Regions from separate parts of the Sus scrofa genome. Here regions 2, 3 and 4 are each linked to region 1. A link is a contact called in public HiChIP or PLAC-seq and promoter capture Hi-C data. All regions are on one chromosome and are shown on one strand. The core of a region is the stretch at or near the end of the contact, and the rest is flanking DNA. Distances in the headings are between cores, read along the strand shown.

Region 1 (4,473 bases), core at 1,780-4,279:
GCTGATTATAGACTTCAAGTAAGTCTGAAAGACCACACCAAAATAAGTTCACTTCAACAGTTTTTAACATCTTAAAGTAAGGGTCAAAGAGTTCCCTTGTGGCCCAGCGGGTTAAGGATCTGGTTTTGTCACTGCAGCAACTCAAGGTCTCTGCTGTGGCACAGGTTCGATCCCTGGCCAGACAACTTCCACGTGCTGCCGGGGCGGCCAAAAAACAGTATTAATAAAGTAAGGGTCAAGGAAAAAATGGAGGGGGTTAGAAGCAGGTGCTAAACCTTTGAATGACGGAACTAACTCGTCATGATAGGGTAAGCCTTCAGGTGCTCCTCCCGGGGCCTCAATTTCCCCCACGTGAAACAAAAGGATTCATTCAGCTAACGAATTCCTAGCTTACACGTGGAAAGGGTTTCACTCGTCCCAACTGGCTCGGGTGCTGACGGCATCTTCTTCAACTCTCGACTGCCTTCACCAGCAAACCGCCTAACCCAAGTGCGGTGTTGTCTCTCCTTACCCCACCCCACCCAAATCCACGAGGCTCCACGAAGCCGACAAACGTAGAAACTACTCTCGCAGTCCCCATGCCCTGGACTCTGAAGCCCGGGACGTCAGGGTCGACAGTGTAGCCGGAGACTCCCCACCGGCGGCTCCTGGGCCCTGAGCAACCGCCCTCCATCAGACACGGCCAGGGAAGAGCAACCCAGCTTCGGGCGGCCGGGGCCCTAACAGCTGGACCACAGGACGGAGGATGCCTCAGATACGCGGTGGATGACTCCACGGGCCCGGGGAGACTCACCATGATGGCGGCTGGCCTTCAAGCAACCAGGGAGAAAAAGAAGGATGCTTTTCGCCGGCCAATCATATCAAAGCTCACGGAAGGACCCCGGGCGGTTCCGACGTGGGGGCGTGGCCGGGCCGCGAGGCCGACCTCGCCAATGCCTGATTGCAAGTACCTAAGACCTAGCCTTTATCCTCTCTCTTGCCACACCCCTGGAGCGTGAACTGGCCAATCCTAAGGGGGAACAGTTTGGGCAAACCAGGTTTACGCAAGCACGTGATTCAACTTCATTATCTTGAATTTTTCTCTGCTTAAGATACCGGTAAACCGGAGTTCCCCTGGTGGCCCAGCGGAAACGAATCCGACTAGGAAGGATGAGGTTGCAGGTTGGATCCCTGGCCTCACTCAGTGGGTTAAGTATAGGGTGTTGACCTGAGCTGTGGTGTAAGTTGCAGATATGGCTCTGAACCATGTTGCTCTGGCTGCGGCAACAGCTCCGATTAGACCCTTAGCCTGGGAACCCCTATATGTCTAAAAAGACAAAAACAAACAAAATTCCGATAAACTGAATTAAAGTTTAAATCAGTTCCACCCGCGTTAGAGGTTGGTAAAGCTGGAAGACATTCTGTGGATGGCCTCTCGAACAACCTCTTCGTTTAACTGCTAGGGAAACTGCGAAAACCAGTACACAATATTACTGCTGTTATTTTTCTGAACTTATCTAGTGCTTTTCTAACTAAATATAAAGAACTCTAATTTGCCTTTTTTCAGAAAACCTTAGTCCCTACAAAAAGTGAGCTTTTAATAAGTATCTGCTTGATCCAGAAAAGTGTTGTTTACAAGACACGTGTAACAAGAAAAAACATAAGCCTGCAGTTTGAGAGAGAGACCGACCAACAGATCATGGTGTAGGCTTTGAAGTAGCTTTGCTATATTCTTCGGAGTAATATTCTTTGAGTGATGGCTCTATGTCTGTTACAGTTTAGTTACTTTCACCTTCATTTTGCCATTTAATCTTCCCACCAACTCTTAAGAATTAGGGTACATATTACTTGTCCCTTTTATAAATGGGAAAACTAAGATACAATGAAGCTAAGTAACTTTGCCAAGAATACACAACTTTGAAGCAGTAGTGCCCAGACAGCTATGGACCCTGTGTTTCCAGAACTTTTGCTTTTAACTTCTAGATAATGAAAGTCACTCATCAAATCTCCTTGGTATAGTGTTGTCAACATTACTTCAAACACATATTAAGCAATTAACTGCTGAAACAGATTAGGGAAGTCTAGTTGGCTTTGCCTTTTGTCTTTGACCTTTGTGTTTTGCTAGTGGGGATCCAGAAAGTCTAAAGACAACATCCTTAAAATGCAAAGGTGTTGATGATTTCCTTGCTGGCTAAGCAGGTTAAGGATCCAGTGTTTTCACTGCTGTGACTGGAGTCACTGGTGTGACATGGGTACCATCCCTGGTCCAGGAACTTCTGCATGCCAGAGGCATGGCTGAAAAATAAAAAATAAAAAAAAATTTAATTAAAAATTTTTTAAATTCAAAGGTGTCGAACCACTTAATTGGGTTCTGTTCAGAGTTTCTCACAAATACAAGTTTCAGGTTCTGCAGCATTGAGTCCTACAGTGAATGGTTTTCTTGCTAGTCTCTTGCACTAAGATGTCACACTAGGATCACCTCCCACAGAGTGTCACATACTGGAGGCAAGAAGTTTGTTTCCTCAACACATGAATAATCTTCACTCCTGTTTTCCCTTCATCTTATTTCCCTAGCCCACCATTGCTCATTTTTCACACTAAACTCACAGATTTTCTACTTCTGCTTTTGTAACCAATAATATAGGTTTAATTTTTCTTCTTTTTCAAAATAACTCTGTGCACTGGAGGTGCATGTGTGGTCATGTTTTCTGCCCTCTTTATTTCCTTTGTTGATTGTCTAGAAGCCATCTGTTCCGTGGTCTGTTCATTTTAGCCTCCACCTTCCTTTAAATAGAGACTCTTAATTAAGATGGTATTGGTGTTTGTAAGATGATAAGACGTTCCATTGTATGTATTTTTTGGCTCTCTGGTTATCTAAAAGTTTTGAGGCAAGATCTTGTAGTTTCTTTGCAGGTGTTAATGATCCGGAGAAATGGACCAGAAAGGGGGTTTAGAAAATACAGTGAAGGTCTCGGGGCACTTTCAAGACGTTCCCGCCAGGTGGCAGTGTAGGGAGCAGGTAAAAAGCAGCCAGTCCGAAGCCTCTCTTGACAAACAGAAGCTAGTAGAGGAAGTGGAGGCGGACACGTGGGGCGCTCTACGGTGGCCGTAAGAATACAGCGGATGTGTTAGCAACCGGTCAAAAAGTAGCCCCGGCTGGGCGAGGAGCGTTGTATTTCTAACCTAGCTTCACGGAGTCTCGAGGAGGGAGCCTCGGCAGCCGTCACCATGGTGAAGGAGCAGTTCAGAGAGACGGATGTGGCCAAGAAAATGTAAGATGGAGCAAAAACCCTCAAAGGACGGAGAAATTAGGGCCAGAGGGACCCGAGGTCAGGGGTCTTGGGTCTCGAAGGTTCAGTGGTGAGGGTTAATTGGGAGGGAAGGACTAGAAATCAGTGAATGATGTGGGCACAGCTCTGGAGTATCAAGGCGGATCAGTGAATATTGATCGTTACAGGGCATTGCAACACTTGGCGGACCGCAGACCGGGAGTGGTCCCTTGGGCTTGGGCTGAGGAGTGGGATGTGGTGTGTGCACCACGGACCGAAGCTCGAGTTCTCTCGAGGTCAAACGACCCCTTTCAGCGAATCTTTCGTCGTTGCAGCGTGGGGAGCAGTCTGGGGCAGGGACTGATTTTGCTGCACATGACACATGACACCGTAGTAATTGCTGACCAAAAGGGTGGAGTTGCCAGCTAGAAAACAGTACCACAGACAGATGGATAGCAGTCTCGGAAATGAGGCTACTCTTTTGGGCTGTCTTCGGAGCTAATTTATTATGCCATGGCCTTTCTTTAGAACTTCCAGCTCCAAAGAAGTAAATCAATCATTCTTGCAGCAAACACTTAATGAGGAAGATACTGTATGCTGGGCCTAGTAATAGACGGTAGAGATAAGATATGAGTAAGGCCTTATTGCCTAGTCTAGTTGGAAAAGGTAGCTAAGTCAACGTGAGGTCAGACGAGTGCAAGGACAAGAGCAGGCATGGGGGTTCTGGAAGCACTAATCAGAAAAGGGGCTCAGGCAGAAGAAAGCAGACCAAACAGCCTTCAAAGAACATAATTGAGGGAGAAAGGGTAGTGATGAAAAGAAGCAGGAGATGTGAAGCCATGTTCCAGAGTGTTCTTGAAGGCAATGAATCATTTTTGAGAGGATTTGGTTGAAATGTCTTGAAAACAGTTCTCCTTCTGGAAGATCTCTTTTGAGTTAAAGAGGAAGGCATTGGAGGCCACTGCAGGGACCCAGGCAAAAGATGATGATGGGCTGTTCTAGGGTGGTAGGGTCAATGGAGTTCCGAGGGGATTAGCGTGTAAAATTGACAGGATTGGTAGGGATGGGTGAGGGAGAAATGAAATTGGCACAGTTTCTTGATTAGGCAGCTAAGTGTAGGTTGCCATTTACTGAAAGGGAGAAGTGTTTCTTAGCAGGATGAATTCTCCCAAGTCGTCCCTCCATATCCACCCCAGCGCCTGCCCAAATTCAGATATATCTGTTC
Region 2 (4,363 bases), core at 98-2,597, 1.2 Mb before region 1:
ATTTCCTAACCTGTCAGAAGAGATGACAACACCATCTTGGCCTGCTTCTAGAGGCAGACCTAGCAGAGCTACTTCAGCTGGGCCCAAAGCATCAGAGACTCAGGGCCTGGAGAGAGGGCCCCCCAAGCTCCTCAATGGGCAGATGGGAAACTGAGGCTCAGAGAGAGGCAGGAGGCTGGTGGAAAGGGGGGAGGCCGGAGCCCCATTCAAGCCAGCCTCTTGCTTCCCAGCTTCAAGAGCTGCCCTGGTGCCAAACCTTTAAAATAAATGGGTGCTTTCCATTTTCCGGAAGAAGAAACAGAGGCTTGAGGCGCCTGTGTTCAAAAGCAGGCCAGGCTCAAGAACTACACAGGAGCGTTCCCTCTGTTACCTTCCAGACTACATATTTGTTCCCTGCTTTAAAAAAAAAAAAAAAAAAGGCCCAAAGAGTCAGGGGCAGGCACTAAGCGTTACCCTGGGAAGGTGACAGGTTGGCGTTGGGGCAAAGAGTTCTGAACACAGGGTCCCGACTCCTGGGGCCGCGGCCGGCCCAGCCAGCACCCACCAGGAGAGGAGGCGGCCCCAAAGCACCTTTGCTCAACCATGCGCCCCATGGCAGGAGCAGGGCCGGGGACGCTCCATCTTATGCAAGGGCCGCCACGTGAGCGCACAGCGGGTCAGCCGCCTGGATCCTGGAGAGCCTGCCCCCTCCACCCCGACACCCACCTCAGAGCTCTGGGCCTGCGCTCCCACCCCGTGAGATCTCGGAGCCCTTCCCCAAACTCGGAGCCGGCCTGCCGGGACAGGCCCTCCTGCCTACATTCTGACCTTGAGCTTTCTCCTCCACGGGCGCCCTCCCCCACCTTCCCCCCGCCCCACTTCCATTGGTCTAAAGATCCGAGGGGAGGCCCGGAGAGACCAATCTGATGCCTCTTCTTAGAGATGGGGAAACTGAGGCCCAGAGCAGGAAGCAAGGTCACACAGCGAGCCAGACACAGCGCCGGCCCGGAGTCCAGGGCTCTTCCGGGACCGTCCCTCACTCTCAGTCCAGCGCGGTCCTGTCCAGTGGTCTCACCTCCAGAACCACGCGGCCCAGCGGCTGCCCGTCCGCGCCCACGTCCAGGTACACAAGCGGGTTCCTGGCGGAAGAGGACGGGTCACCGGAGTCGCCGCCGCTGCTGCAGGCGCGGGTTGCGGAGAGGCGCAGCGGCGCGGAGCGCGGGCCGGAGAGCAGACGGAGCAAGCGGGGACTGCTGCGCAGCGCCAGCATGGTGAGCGCGGGTCGGAGTGCAAGAGCTCCAGGACAAGCGGAGACTACAGCAAAGAGAACCACGCACGCCCAGAGCGGCCGAGTCAGCTGGGACCGCGCGCCGCCGCCTTTATTGGCTCAGGCGGCCTCTGGGCCCCGCCTCCGCCACGCCCCCTTCAGCCTGTCCGCTCTTGTCCTCTGCCGGCCCCAGCGGGAAGCACAGCGGCTAGCCTAAAATCCTTTAAATACACCCACACCAGGGCTAGAGACCTGAGAGTTAGACACGACCTTGCAAAAGGAGGCCGGTGACATTTTGTGAGGGTCCCAATAGATAGGAAAAAAAAAAAAAAAAAGCGGGCGGGGGGGATCCTAAAAAGTGGCTAACTCCAAAATGCGAGTACTGTGTTTTCATTTGAATATAACAAAAGTCTACATTTGAGCCTTTTGTATAGGCAGCCCCTCCTGCCATAGGCCCCGCGAACAGGTACAGACCAAGAGAAAAGGTGGCACTGAGTGTCAATCAAAGAAAGTTGGAGATGAGATGCGGGATTAGAGTGAGAAGTGGCAGGAGGAGATCAAGACACCTCCCATGGTGACCTCAGGCATTCCTGTCCTAGCCCGGGCTTGTCTCCAAATGCTTCTAGAAACCAGTCCCCCCTCTAGACTCAGCCTGAGCCTGTCATGCTCCCACCAGGCCCCCAGTCCTCCACCAGGACTGGGTCTGAATCTCCCCCTCCCCAACCCCACAGACTGACAGCCCTAGTTCCCAGCAACCAGGGTTCCCCTTCTACCCCCACTCACTGAGAAACTGCTCCTGCAGGTAACATAGCACAGGGGCCAATCCATAAGAGGTGCAAGGAAGAGAGGAAAGGTAAGACGGGAAGAGGAGGGGAACTGGGTGTGAGCTACCACTGTGCAGATTTACCCCACAAGCTGAGGTGGGCTTCACTGGAGCCTGGGGGGCATGGGAAGCCTACAGGAAATGAGTGACAGGCAGGGGTCCTGAGAGAGCATCTGAGCCAACACCTACACTTTCCAGATGAACAACTGAGGCCCAGAGACAGGAAGGTGCTGCCCAGAAGTAGGGGAACCATGAAGTCCCCACTGCCAGCCTGTACCGGTCCTCCCAGACTCCTCTCTCTGGGCCTCAGTTTCTCCTCTGCAGAATAGGTGTGATGTTAATTCCTACCCCACTTGTTTTCCAGGTCTGTTCCAAGGATAAAAAGAACAAGACAGAGAGAACTTGGTCAACTGCTAAGTACTGTGCTGTAAGCATCAGTGATAGTCAGAGTCTATACTTTGCCCAGGGTTTGGGGCTCAGATAGCAGTGGGCCACAGCTGCAGTGGCTCAGAGTTTTGAAGAGCTAGAAAAGAGGGTAGGGGCTGAGCCTTGGAGTCAGGTGGGCTTGAGCTGGGACCAGTTCTAGACTGACCTGCTCCAGACCCTGAATCAGTTCTTGGGATGGGGTCTGGCAGCAAAATGTTGACCCAAGCAACATGATGTCCCAGCTGTACCCTGGAGTCCAGATGCTTCCCAGGTCCCAGCCCAGAATGGGATCTCACCCTGTCCTGGGAAATGGCTTCTCATTTTTTTCATGATCTTCCCTGAAGTAGAACAGGCCTGAGTAGGAGGCTGGCTTGCTCCCTGCCCCATCTAGGTCCTCAGCACATCTCCCAGATCCTCCCCTGCACTGGTGCATACTGCAGATTTGAGGGAGAAAGAGAGGAATTACCCCCCATGTCAGTTCTAGGCCCTGGGCTCACATAGCTCTTAGCCATGCCAAGTGGATTAGTGGTCCCCTATTGTTCCTCACACTGGCTCCCAGAAGCCCTGAGTTTATTCCCTACCCAATGGAGCATGAACAGCCCTACCCCAGTGAAGAGCTGCCCTCATTCACTTAATCTTTTTTGTTCTCGAAGACTTTCCCCAGCCCTTAGCTCGGCTCCTCTCCATCACATTCTGAGAAGCAGTTCCTTTGCATAGCTGGGGAAGCAAGGCCCCAAGAGCTGGGAGTAAGGCATGCAAGGAACAGAGTGTTGGAGCTGGGGGGAGTCTCTGACTCCAAGATCAGGGCTTGCATATGTCAAACCCTTCTCACTATCATCAAAAGGAGCTGGTAATTGGGACAGGGTCTGGAGGGCAAGAGAGACAGGCCTTGGACAGAAAACACAGCAAGATAGAAACTGAGAAGTTAGCCAGGGGGTCTGGGAACTCAGGGGATATGGGAGAGAGTTTCTGCCTGGAGGATCAGCCTGGAGACAACTGTATTTGAGAGGCAGAGACACAAAGATGTGGAGAGGAGTTTCCAGTGGGGGAATGAGCCAAAGCTAACCCAGAGCCAGAAGAGTTCAGGGCACCTTTAAGGAAAGGCTATGATACTGACCGTGAGCTGATAGGCTGGCAGTGGGGGTGGGGTGAAGGGGCATGGCAGTCACAGAAGGTGCTAAAGGCCAGGCTGAGGTCTAAGTTGGGCAGCACTGGGGAACCACTGGTGGTGCAGTCGCCCATCCCCAGGTCTGAGAAGCAGCTTCCTTCTCTCATGTTATACCTTCCACCCTTTTTGGAATATCAAACATCATCACTACCTCTTGCTTGAGCCAGAGAAAATTCCACCTTCCTCACGGGCTCAGCTGTGAAGTCATCTATAGCTGTACTGAAACTCAGTGGCATAAGGAGGAGGGACAGTCCCAGCTGAGCCATGAACTGACACATGCTCAGCCCTGGAGGACTCCTGGCCCAAGTGAGATGAGGCAGGTGTCACCACTCACCTGGCTCTGAGGCTATTTATAGACTCTGTGTCATCCTCAGAAATAGTTTCTCTCCCCTCAGCCCAGGTGGCTTCTTACCCAGGGTGTTAATGGTTTTCATCACCCAGGGATCTTGTGACACCATCTTTAGGCCGCACAGAGCCAAAGAACCGCCAGGTCGTGCTGCCATCCAGGGGTTGCAAACTCAGATACCTGTGGGGGCCAGGCAGGGCCACATGGGAGTGAAGCATGTTGGGCGAGGCCATAGGGAGTAGGTGGAGGCAGCATTGTGTCCAAACGCCCCAGTTGAAGGGGCAGCTGCTCCCCAGGCATACGTAACAATTGTTATTATATGGGCTATGGGGCCAGTATAGCCAAATCTCCTCA
Region 3 (4,661 bases), core at 957-3,456, 1.0 Mb before region 1:
AAATGCTGGCTCCAGAGCAACCAGGCCTTGGGGAAGCCCCACCAGGCACAAGTTACCATCCAGTGGGTCCCACCGAACTGCCAGCCCTCACGCCCTGGTCCTCACTGCTTAGAAGGCGGGGAACAGGACCTGTTAGCACCTACAGAACTGAGAAGGAGGATGCTAGTAAACATCCCTTGAACTTACCACATATCTCGTACTATACTAAGTGTTTAAGGTTTGTCTCGTTCAAACACACATCACATGGAGGCAAGCCTCAGAGAAGTTCTGTGACTTCAGCCCAGCAACCCAGCAAGAGTCTGCTTTTTTTGTTTTTTGTTTTGCTTTTAAGGGCTGCACCAGCAGCACCGGGAGGTTCCCAGGCTAGGGGCCCAATCGGAGCTACAGCTGCCGGCCTACACCACAGCCACAGCAATGCCAGATCCAAGCCGAGTCTGAGACCTACACCACAGCTCACGGCAACGCTGGATCCTTAACCCATCAAGCAGGCCACGGATTGAACCCGCAACCTCATGGTTCCTAGTTGGATTCGTTTCTGCTGCATCACGACGGGAATTCCAAGAGTCTGTTTTGATTCCACAGTCTATTTCCAGAGTCTGATTCCAGAGCCTGTTTTGAGAACCCCTCCACCGTGTTCCCTCAAATCCTCAAACCTTTGGGGTTCTTGGGCACACAGATGCTCACTGCATTACCCCCAGAGGAGATAAAGAGGGGACCCAGGTCTGGGTCTGGTTGGGGTCACCCCACTGGTGTGAAACCCCATCCTAGTTCCCGCAGCTGTGAACAACGAGATGTTTCCAGTTTCTGCACGCCCACAAGATGTTTCCAGCTTCTGACACTCTTGAGTCTGACTCACACTGTCCCTTCCAGACCCAGCTCTGGGGGGGGGGGGTGGCGGGGGGCACTGTGAGGGCAGAGCAGAAAAGGGATGCATGCTTTCTTCCCAAACCTTGCTCCGCAGAGCCTTCCTCAGCAGCAGGCATGGTGACTGCATCACCTGCCATTGGATGGGCGACCTAGCAGGTGGGCAGCCCCTCTTGGAGGCTGTGATCTCCCAGCAAGTCTCCTGCTCCCTGCCCTCATAGATGGGAGGATGGGTGAGGGCGGGGCAGAGAGAGTACCAAACCAGGCAGCAAACGAGAGCAAGGGTAGGCAGAGTCTTGGCTCTGCCCTAACCTGCTGTGTGACCCAGGCCAGTGCACTGCCCTTTCTGAGTTCTGTCTTTTCTCTCTGGGAAATGAGTTGGGCTTGCTTTGCAGAACTGCTGGGAGAACTAAATTCAGTGAGCATGAGAGACTGTCTGACCCTTTTGAGAGGTGAACCCATCCACGTACACCTGCACACTCAGAGCTGGGGTGACGTCAGGTTATAGGAATCCCCATCCTGCCCCAAAGAGCACTTCACACCAGGCTGTCCTACCCGTGAGGTGTCTCTCAGGACTGGCACCAGGGCAAGAGAACCCACTCTTCTTCCTCCAGCTCAGACTCCCTCAGCCCCAAACCTATAATCTCCAGCAGGGAAAATGACAGCCTTGCCCAGTGGCCGCCCCTGGCCGACGGGCGGGGAGCCGGGCGGTGGCCATGGTGGTGGCTGGGAGGCGGGCCCAGGACACACAGCCGCCAAGTCAGGGGAGGTCAATGGCAGGGGACAAGTGCTGTGGGGGTGGTGGGCTTTGGGTGGATGGACGATGGATGAGAGGGAAGCGGGGGGAGGGGAGGGCACAAGACCACAGGGTTGGCCTCAGGCTGATTTTCTGCAGAATATGGCCCAGGAAGGGTCAGCAAGGGGTTGTGACCCTGGAGCCAGGAGCACAGGGAGGCGGCCTCTGCAGAAAGGTGAAGGCCCCGCCGGAGACCCTGATGCTGGCCAGGCCTCTGGAGGCAGCAAGGCAAGCACTGCTCAGAGCCTGGGGGTTGGGAAGCTGCAAACACAGATTCCTGGGCTCTGGCCCAGCCCTGCGAGGGTCTGGGAATCTGCATTTGAGAATGAGCCCCTGGGATCCGGTTGCAGTGGGGCGGCAGGTGGCTGCTTGGGAACCACTAGATTTCCCCTGTCACAGGGAGGTGCTGGGGTTTGTCCCGCCTGGGCGGCCTTCTTCTCAGCACCAGCCTCCATCTGGCAGGAGGCAGGACCACAGCCGTGCCATGGACGCCCCGACCACGTCTGCCGGGCTCGGCTGCTCTCCACCTGTCTCCTCAGAGGCACGTGGCCGGTTTGTGGGCGGGGCTGCAGAGTGACCCCATTTACTGAGGCTCAGTCAGCAAGACTGGGGCCAGTCCCCGAGCACCCCTCCCACTGAGAACAGCTGTCAAAAAGCTGAAACCTTGGCACACTCTGCCTCCCCTCCGAACCTGCTCTGGCAGGGAACTGTCACCAGCTCCTAGAGCTGCTGGGCTCTGGTCCAGGGCCTTGTGGACCCTTAACCCATTTCTCCAGGGAATGAAGAGCTGGCCTCCTGGGAAAGGGACATCCCGCCCCAGGCCATGCTGCCCTGACTCTCCATGGCCTTGGACAAGTCATATGTCTCTCTTGGCCTGGGTATTCTTGTCTAAAATAGGAGGTGGGAAGAGGCTGGACTTGGCAGTGTGCAGGTGTGAGTGGGGGCACTCAGGGTGGACAAAATGGCTTGAACAGCAGCTGGGATGAGAAAGCCACTGGAAGCATGCCCCAGGCAGGCTGGGCTAGCAGACTGAGGCCAAGGCTGGATCTGGGGTTAGGGTTAAGGTCAAGGTTGAAATTGGAGTTGGGGTCAGTTCTGAATTTCTCTGACTGGTACTGTCTGAAAGTAAAGCCCTCTGAAGGCACTCGATACCTCCCAGCAGGGGCCCTTGGCAGCTGCCCCAATGTTTCTGGATCATATGAACAGATAGACCGAATGGCCACTCCAGAGGGCCATCTTGTGCTCCTTGACCACCAGGGAGCTCAGAAGAGAAAGGGGGTGGAGCCAACTTCCCATGGACCAGCTTGAGCACAGGGGTAGTAGGGCCAGGACTTATCCATGGGTGCCATGCTTCAAGCCCCAGGGTGCCAGGTCCTGGGGAGAGCAGGGCCCATTTGGGTATCAGGGCACCTGGGTCAGGGTCATGGGGATGGCCCAGCTCAGGAACTAAGGACACCTTCTTGGGGCCTCCACAGACACAGGCCGCACTGGGCCAGGGCTCCCAGCTGGCATCCCCATAGCCACCAACACACCTATTGTTCTGCTGGATATTTGGAAACCTGACCTCTTGAAAGAGGGTTATGCTTGAGGATAGGGTCCCCAGGATGGCTCTGGTTACACAGGCGTGCTGGGGTGTGCAGGGCCTGGCATCCTCAGCCAGTTCCTCAGGCCATGCCCCTGGAGAGGTGAATGAAGACCCAGGGCTGATCTCTGTAGGAAAATAGGCCACTGCCCCCTCCTGGCCGCCCCCTCCATCTTTTCCTTCCCTTTTGACATCCAGAATCATGCAAGGCACCCTCAGCACCCTTCCAGGAAGGGAAGAGATGGACAGGCGGTAGGACAGGTGAACTGGGGCCGGTCAGTCGTGGACGAGGCCTGTCTGCTTCTCTCTGCTCCAGAATGGTGATCCGAAGCTGGGGGCCCGATATGAAGGCGGGGAGCGTGAGTGGCCGTTGTTTCTGGGCCCTGCCCACCTGGTGCATCTGCTCACCCATAGCCTGGTCCCACTTGCCACAGCCTCGCCAGCCCCTTCCCTGCCCCCTCACAGGCCTGAGATGGCTGTCACCATGGCAACCCTGCTCATTCAGTCCAGGATAATGAAGCCAATGTGTTTTTCATTTCCATGAGCTGGAGTGTGGAGCAGCACAGGGGAGGGGGCTTTCCCTTACCCTCCCCTCCTCTGGGGGAAGGTGGGCTGGAGACAGAGAATTGGGGGGCCTGAGCAGAGGAGGCAGAAACACCATCAGGCAGGGGGATGAGACCTGGAGCCACCAAGCTTTGATCCACCACAGTGCCCTTGTGGCTGGATAACACCAGCTAGAATGGTAGGCCTCCCTGCCAACACCCAGACCAGGAAGGTTGGCTTAGAACCAGGCAAAGCAGGGCTCCATTTCTAGCTGTGTGACCTTGGGCTAGTGATCTCACCTCTCTGGTCTCATTTTAGTAGAAAAAAGGTCAGCCAAGCATTTCTTGGGTCCTTTCTGAGTGTTTGGCCTTCTGCTGTCCCCAGAGAGAGGGGACCCAGACAGAGCCCCTGTCCCCCAGAAGCCCACGGATTATCAGGGGAAGGAATCTGTACTGGCACATTTCTTAGCCGTAAAAATGAGGTCAGTAACTCTTACCTGTTACTACATTTGTGTTACTACTGGGGGCGGGTACATGAAATTATGCATGTGAACATGCTTGGTGTACACAGCAGGTGTTTTATAAGTGCTAATCTCCCTTCTTTTCATCATCCTGGGTCCCTGGCCTGCAACGCAGAGATAGCGGATGTTTAAGAAATGCTCACGTGCGAGTTGGCAGTCAGAGCTGCCTAGAGGCCTCTCCTTCCCAGACCTGCCTATTCAGCTGGAGGGGAAACTGAGGCCTGAGCAAGGCTGGGCTGCTGGGAGAGCAGGGTGGGAGAGTGGTAACCCTGGGCCAGCCCACACTGTCGGTGGCAGGGCTCATCAGTGGCCCAGACAGGGGAGAGCAGGGCTGTCTGGGAAACCCTGGGCCCAGA
Region 4 (5,119 bases), core at 2,620-5,119, 1.1 Mb before region 1:
GGGACCCCAGGGCTGGGTGGGAGTGCTGATGGGTCAGGACATCTGGAAAGTGTCCATTGGCAGGAGAGTGTAAGCCAGCTGTGAAGGGGATGATGGTACCTTGGGGGATCCCAATGTCCTCGATGCTGGGAGACACTGGGAATAGCAGCTGTGCCTGGGGCAATGGTTCTCTCCCAACTTGCAGTGTGAGGCTGCTCTGGAGCCAAGGCAGGGAAAGGTCTCAGGAGCTGCCAGGTCCCAGACTTGCTGGGGGAGCAGAATGTGCCGGGGGAGCCCCTGTGGGGCCTGGCCCTGGAGACCCACTGCCTTCACCCGCAACTAGCTACTGACAGGGCAGCCCCTTGCCTCTCTGAGCCTCAGTCACCCCATCTGTAAAATGAGGATGGCAGATTGTGGCTTGGTGGCGATCATTTTTGTTTTGCTTAGGGCTTCACAACATAGTTTATGAAATGCAAGATGTAAAAAGATGGAGAAAAGAGGAGTTCCTGATGTGGTGCAGCGGAAATGAATCCAACTTGTATCCGTGAGGATGTGGGTTCGATCCCTGGTCTTGCTGAGTGGGTTAAGGATCAGGCATGGCCCTGAGCTGTGGTGTAGGCCAGCAGCTATAGCTCCGACTTGACTCCTAGCCTGGGAACCTCCATATGCTGTGGGTGTGGCCCTAAAAAGCGGAAAAATAAAAATAAAATAAAATTTAAAAAAAAGATGGAAAAAAGAGAAACAAAATGGAATAACCTCTCTCTGTGGGAGAAGAGGGAAAGGGAGAGATGAAGGAAAGAAAGAGGGCAAGCGAGCAGCAACACAGCCCTCTGTCTCGTGGTGAGGATTAAACAAGATGAAGCTTATACGGCCCTGGCAGAATGCCCGTCGCGTGGGCTGCTCCCACGTGGGGCTGCCCTTGGCCCCGACTCTGTCTCCCCAAGGCTCTGCTGGAAGCACAGCTGCGCTGGGCAGTTCCCAGCCCTGGCTCCACACACAGCTTTCTGCGAAGACAGAGCTCCCTGCACGTGATCGGGGGAGACAAGAGGACTTCCACGTCGAGAAGCATACCCTTTGAGAGGGCAGCAGTGGGCCCTCACCTCTGCCTCCTGTGCCCTCTTTAAAACATGGGCCCTCCAAGGCCACGGGCAGCATCTGGTCTCTGCCTGGAAAGCCATGCAAATCAGTTAATTCCCTGCCTAGCAGCCTCTCTCTGCTAACTGAGTTATTCCGTTTATTTACGTGATGTCACACCCAATTAGCAGGGTCAGCAACCACTGCATGGCACTCTCGGAGCTGCCCGCCCATAGCACCCCTACTCTTGGCACCCCCTTTGGGGCTCTGGGCTCACAAGTGGTCTCTGAGGCCAGTCTCAAGGGTCCAGTTTTGTTCTGGGCCCCCAAGCACCCAGCCTTCATATCTGGCCAGCCCATCTCTGAGATTCTCTCCCCTCCCTCCAGCCAGCTCAGAGGGCCTATGGCTTGAGCTATGGGTGGTCACTCGTGGGTGCAACTCAATAGCTGAAAGGATGCCAGGCATCCCACTCAGTAGCTGTCGGTCAGTGGCTCTGAGGCCTTGACCAAGCCTCTTCCCTTCTCTGGGCTTTTGTCGTCTGTTTAGACTACGAGGTGGCTAAGTGATACAGTGGAATGAACAGGACAAACCTGTCTCAGCCAGAGTCACACAACCCCAGGTGTGTTCCTGAGCTTCAGATCTCTCATCTGCAAAATGGGGTAGGGACTGCTTGCAGGGCTGCTACAAAGTTTCCAAACAACGTACATAATGATGTCCCTGTTACACAGTTTGTCACTTAAAGACTGCTGTTGCTCCCTATGCTAGGACTTCTATATGGTTTCTTGTTTCTCCTACGAGCTCCTTGAGAGTAGAATCGGTGCCTCATTCACCTCCAGAATCCCCCAAACTGGCCTGAGGCCAGGTCCATGCAGAAATGGTGAGCAGTTAGCTGTCCAAAGGATGGTCCATTTGTGGAGGATGCCAGCAACAGACCCCTAGCGGCAGGCAAAGGGGCCAGGGCTGGATGGGGTGAGCTTGGCTAGATTTTGATGCTTTGGGGATGGGAGCACAGATTTGAATCATAGGCAGAGGCCTCCCTACTTGTGGCTGTTATTGGATAATATCCCACCCTCCACCACAAAGCCTGCCCACCTCCACAATTCCTCCAAAAATCTGGGCTATGTTCAGTGGCCACTGAGACTATTGGGGCAGGAGTAGGGGACACCAATGCCTAGAATAGGGACTGGCTACCCAAGCCAAGTGATGAATGCATCTTCTTATGAATCCATCTGTGAATCAAGTGATCCATCCATCTACCTACCCACCCATCCCAAAATGAATCAATTCATCCATGCATCCATCCACTCGCCCACCTACCCATTCATCCATTCACTACTTTATCGTCACTCACCCATCCATTCATCTGCCCACCTATCTTCCTATCCATCCAGAATGTATCCAACCATCTACTTATCCATTCACTCATCATTTATTTATCCATCATGTATATCCACCTACCACCCATCCACCTAGCTGTCCAGCTGTATGTCCATCCTTGCACCCGTTCATTTATTCCCTTAGCTATCTTCCTTGAGGCCACCCCTCCCCCACTTCCCCCCAATGTATTTGGGCCCCACCCTGGCCTGGGCTCTGCTGACTTACAGATGAATGTGGCACATCCTCTGCCCCTGAGGAGCTCAGCCTGGTGGGAGACCTGCTGTAGACCCTACAGGGTCTACAGCTTGAGGGACAAAGAGCAGGGTGAGTGACGTGGGTGAGTGACGTAGCTGGGTGCCGAGGAAGCCCTGGGGCTCAGAAATGGGAAGTGCAGACACTCCAAAGGGACCTGGGGTGTGGGGAGGCTGCTGGGCAGGAAGTAGCTGATTTGCACAGCTTTCACGTGGAGTCCCAACGTGCTGTGTCCCTGAGTAGGAGGTGGTGTAGAGAGGGCACTAGTTTTCCCAGCACCTGAGGCTGAGAAAGCAGAAAGGCAGCTGAGCCAGAGGCCTGGAGGGAAGATGGACTGCTGTGTGCTTGGGGGGCTGGTGAGTGACAGCAGTGGCCAGACCCAGGTCGCATGGATAGGGAAGGCTGTGCTATAGAAGTGAGGTGGGGCGGAGGGTTCGAGGCTGTGAGGCAACCCCTATGGGAGCCATAGTCCCACTGGCCAGAGGTAGGCAGAGCCAGCACATGCATCATCCTCAGAGCATGCAGACCTTTCTCTTCTGATTAGGATGCAGGATGTCTGAGAACCAACTGTCTCCGGGCAGCTGCTGAGCAGATAGATATCAGTACTGAGCTGTGTCAGACCAGAAGCTCGGGAGCAGGCGTGGAGGACTCAGGGAGCTCTGGATGGCTGGGGGGCACCTGGACAGCCTGCTCACCCTCCCAGCCACTGCACTTCTAGCCCCAAAGCAGGCTTCTGTGTGTGGGTATGCACATGTATGTGTGGGGCAGGCGGGGGAGTGGAGGTGATCCCTGGCTTTTCAGCAGCTCTGAGACCCACTGGCTGGGTGTGCATCACGATGCCCATTCTACAGATGAGGGGAGGTAAACTGGCAACTTAATCAAGGTCAGGAGGCTAGTGAGTGGCACTAGGGGACCAGGTTCGCTGACTGGTAAACCTGAGCCCTGTGTGCCGTGCTTCAAGAGAGCAGCTGCTGGGTGGGCCTCTGCCTGCACTGGACCCCTGGGGAGGCCCAGGGAGTAAAGGGTGCCCTGATTCCTGGGGATGTAGAACCAGATGCAGGGAGAGAAGTCAGGTTGTGAGCAGGTTTTAGGAGGAGCTGTGTGCCTGGCACTTAGAGGGCTCAGGCACAGGGGCCTGACTGTATTCCTGGGGGTGGAGCCACTGACAGCTGATCCCTCATGGGCGGGAGAAACTGGGTCAAAGGCAGAGCTGGGAGAGAGCCCCGCAGAGCCTGGAGGAGGAGGAGGAGGAGAAGGAGAGAAGGGCAGGGGAGGAGAAGCCCATCGTCTGGTTTCTATTCTGCGACTGTGAACAGAGGCGTAATTGGCGTTTGGGAGAGCTGCTGGGCTGAGTTCAATCTGTAACAAGTCTTCTTCAATTTCCTCTCCTCAGACCCCGCACAGGCTTCTGAGATTGCTCTGCTTGATGCTAATGAGAGGACACGCATCCCTCATTCCCACAGACTAACCTCAGCTCCACTGGGCTCTGGTGTTCGGGGAGGGTGGACTGGGAGGGGGTGGGGCTGTGAGGGTCCTGGGGCCGTGAGCTGCCTGCTAAGCCTGCCTAAGCCAGGGACTCGCCCCAGCACGCCCCACCCTGTCACCGAGACACTGAGGACAACAGCCCCGTCACCAATAGCTGATCACCTGCCACGTGCCAGGCTGGACTACATGTCCCACCCATCAAGTCCTCAGAACATCCTATGAGGTTGGCTTTCTTGGACCCATTTGACAGGGGAAACTGAGGCTCAGACAAAGAGGGCCAGGCCTGAAATCATACTGTGAGTTCAAGGAGGAGTGAGGATTTGGGCCCACTCTGTTTGATGTCAAAGCCCATGCCCCTTCCACCATATCTGCTCCTTCCTGGAGTAAAGTAACACTCGGGAATCTGTGCAGGGACACTGTGACACCGGGCTGTTGGGAGGCTGAGCTCAGAGGGCAGGTGCATCACCCATGGTCACCACTGGGGGCGCCAACCTGCCCAGACTCAAGCAGGGTTCTTAAAGGGGACCTACTGGGCCCACAATGATATTCCCTACCTCGGAACAATCCAGACAGGGTACTGGCAGGAGAATCACCCCTTAAGCTTGGTGTGAGCACAGGCAGGAGAGGGATCTTGCACCCTCTGGAATGAGGCCCTTCTGGCACCAGTGGGGCTGGGCTTGTGATTTCAGGCCACACCTTTCCTGCTTCCATGCCTTCGTTTCCTTTTTTGTAAGATGATGAAATTCCCCAGGACTTTTCCTTTTCTCTTTCTTTACAGAGAATCACTGGTGCAGAGGGTGGGGAGTTTAGGTCTAGGAAGGAGATTAGACATTTCACCACATCCTCAGAACAGCCCAGAGTACATAGCAGAGCCCAGAGGGGGCACAACACTGGCCCAGAGTCACACAGCTGGGAAGGGAAGGGAAAGACAGGGCAGAGTGGACATGTGAAT

Evidence for each region. Promoter capture Hi-C pulls out the DNA fragments that hold promoters and counts their contacts. HiChIP or PLAC-seq counts read pairs in DNA pulled down with a chosen protein or histone mark.
Region 2: an H3K27ac HiChIP or PLAC-seq map of alveolar macrophages shows a contact between it and region 1. The contact joins the promoter of PPIF here to the promoter of POLR3A in region 1. A contact is called at or near these places in 5 of 47 Hi-C or Micro-C datasets (embryonic fibroblasts, heart right ventricle, omental adipose tissue and 2 more) and 2 of 2 datasets of contacts at active chromatin or transcription factors (alveolar macrophages and skeletal muscle).
Region 3: a promoter capture Hi-C map of fetal skeletal muscle shows a contact between it and region 1, with 10 times the contacts expected there. The contact joins the enhancer-like site here to the promoter of POLR3A in region 1. A contact is called at or near these places in 2 of 5 promoter capture datasets (fetal skeletal muscle and liver), 3 of 47 Hi-C or Micro-C datasets (retroperitoneal adipose tissue, skeletal muscle and subcutaneous adipose tissue) and 2 of 2 datasets of contacts at active chromatin or transcription factors (alveolar macrophages and skeletal muscle).
Region 4: a contact with region 1 is called in an H3K27ac HiChIP or PLAC-seq map of alveolar macrophages. The contact joins the enhancer-like site here to the promoter of POLR3A in region 1. A contact is called at or near these places in 3 of 5 promoter capture datasets (fetal liver, fetal skeletal muscle and liver), 15 of 47 Hi-C or Micro-C datasets (embryonic fibroblasts, fetal heart ventricle, fetal skeletal muscle and 9 more) and 2 of 2 datasets of contacts at active chromatin or transcription factors (alveolar macrophages and skeletal muscle).

What each region holds. Positions count from the first base shown.
Region 1 is chr14:80,470,296-80,474,768 of Sscrofa11.1, reverse strand. It overlaps POLR3A (DNA-directed RNA polymerase III subunit RPC1), which reads left to right and starts at 3,029. Exons shown (of 31, transcript XM_001929360.6): 1 at 3,029-3,251. The coding sequence starts at 3,208. RPS24 (40S ribosomal protein S24) reads right to left here and starts at 902. Exons shown (of 6, transcript XR_002338693.1): 1 at 794-902.
Region 2 is chr14:81,671,655-81,676,017 of Sscrofa11.1, reverse strand. It overlaps PPIF (peptidyl-prolyl cis-trans isomerase F, mitochondrial), which reads right to left and starts at 1,347. Exons shown (of 6, transcript XM_021073635.1): 1 at 1,055-1,347. The coding sequence starts at 1,249.
Region 3 is chr14:81,513,331-81,517,991 of Sscrofa11.1, reverse strand. The region is part of intron 4 of ZMIZ1 (zinc finger MIZ domain-containing protein 1); the gene reads right to left. Among named protein-coding and RNA genes, the nearest start is that of TRNAK-UUU, 85 kb to the left of the region's middle. Within about 2 kb of position 2,206, at least 15 of the 83 cell types and tissues checked have an H3K27ac peak or open chromatin away from gene starts, as enhancers often do. A contact at or near this core is called in fetal skeletal muscle and skeletal muscle, where this site is marked.
Region 4 is chr14:81,536,706-81,541,824 of Sscrofa11.1, reverse strand. All of the region lies in intron 5 of ZMIZ1 (zinc finger MIZ domain-containing protein 1), which reads right to left. Among named protein-coding and RNA genes, the nearest start is that of TRNAK-UUU, 62 kb to the left of the region's middle. Within about 2 kb of position 3,869, at least 16 of the 83 cell types and tissues checked have an H3K27ac peak or open chromatin away from gene starts, as enhancers often do. A contact at or near this core is called in alveolar macrophages, retroperitoneal adipose tissue and subcutaneous adipose tissue, where this site is marked.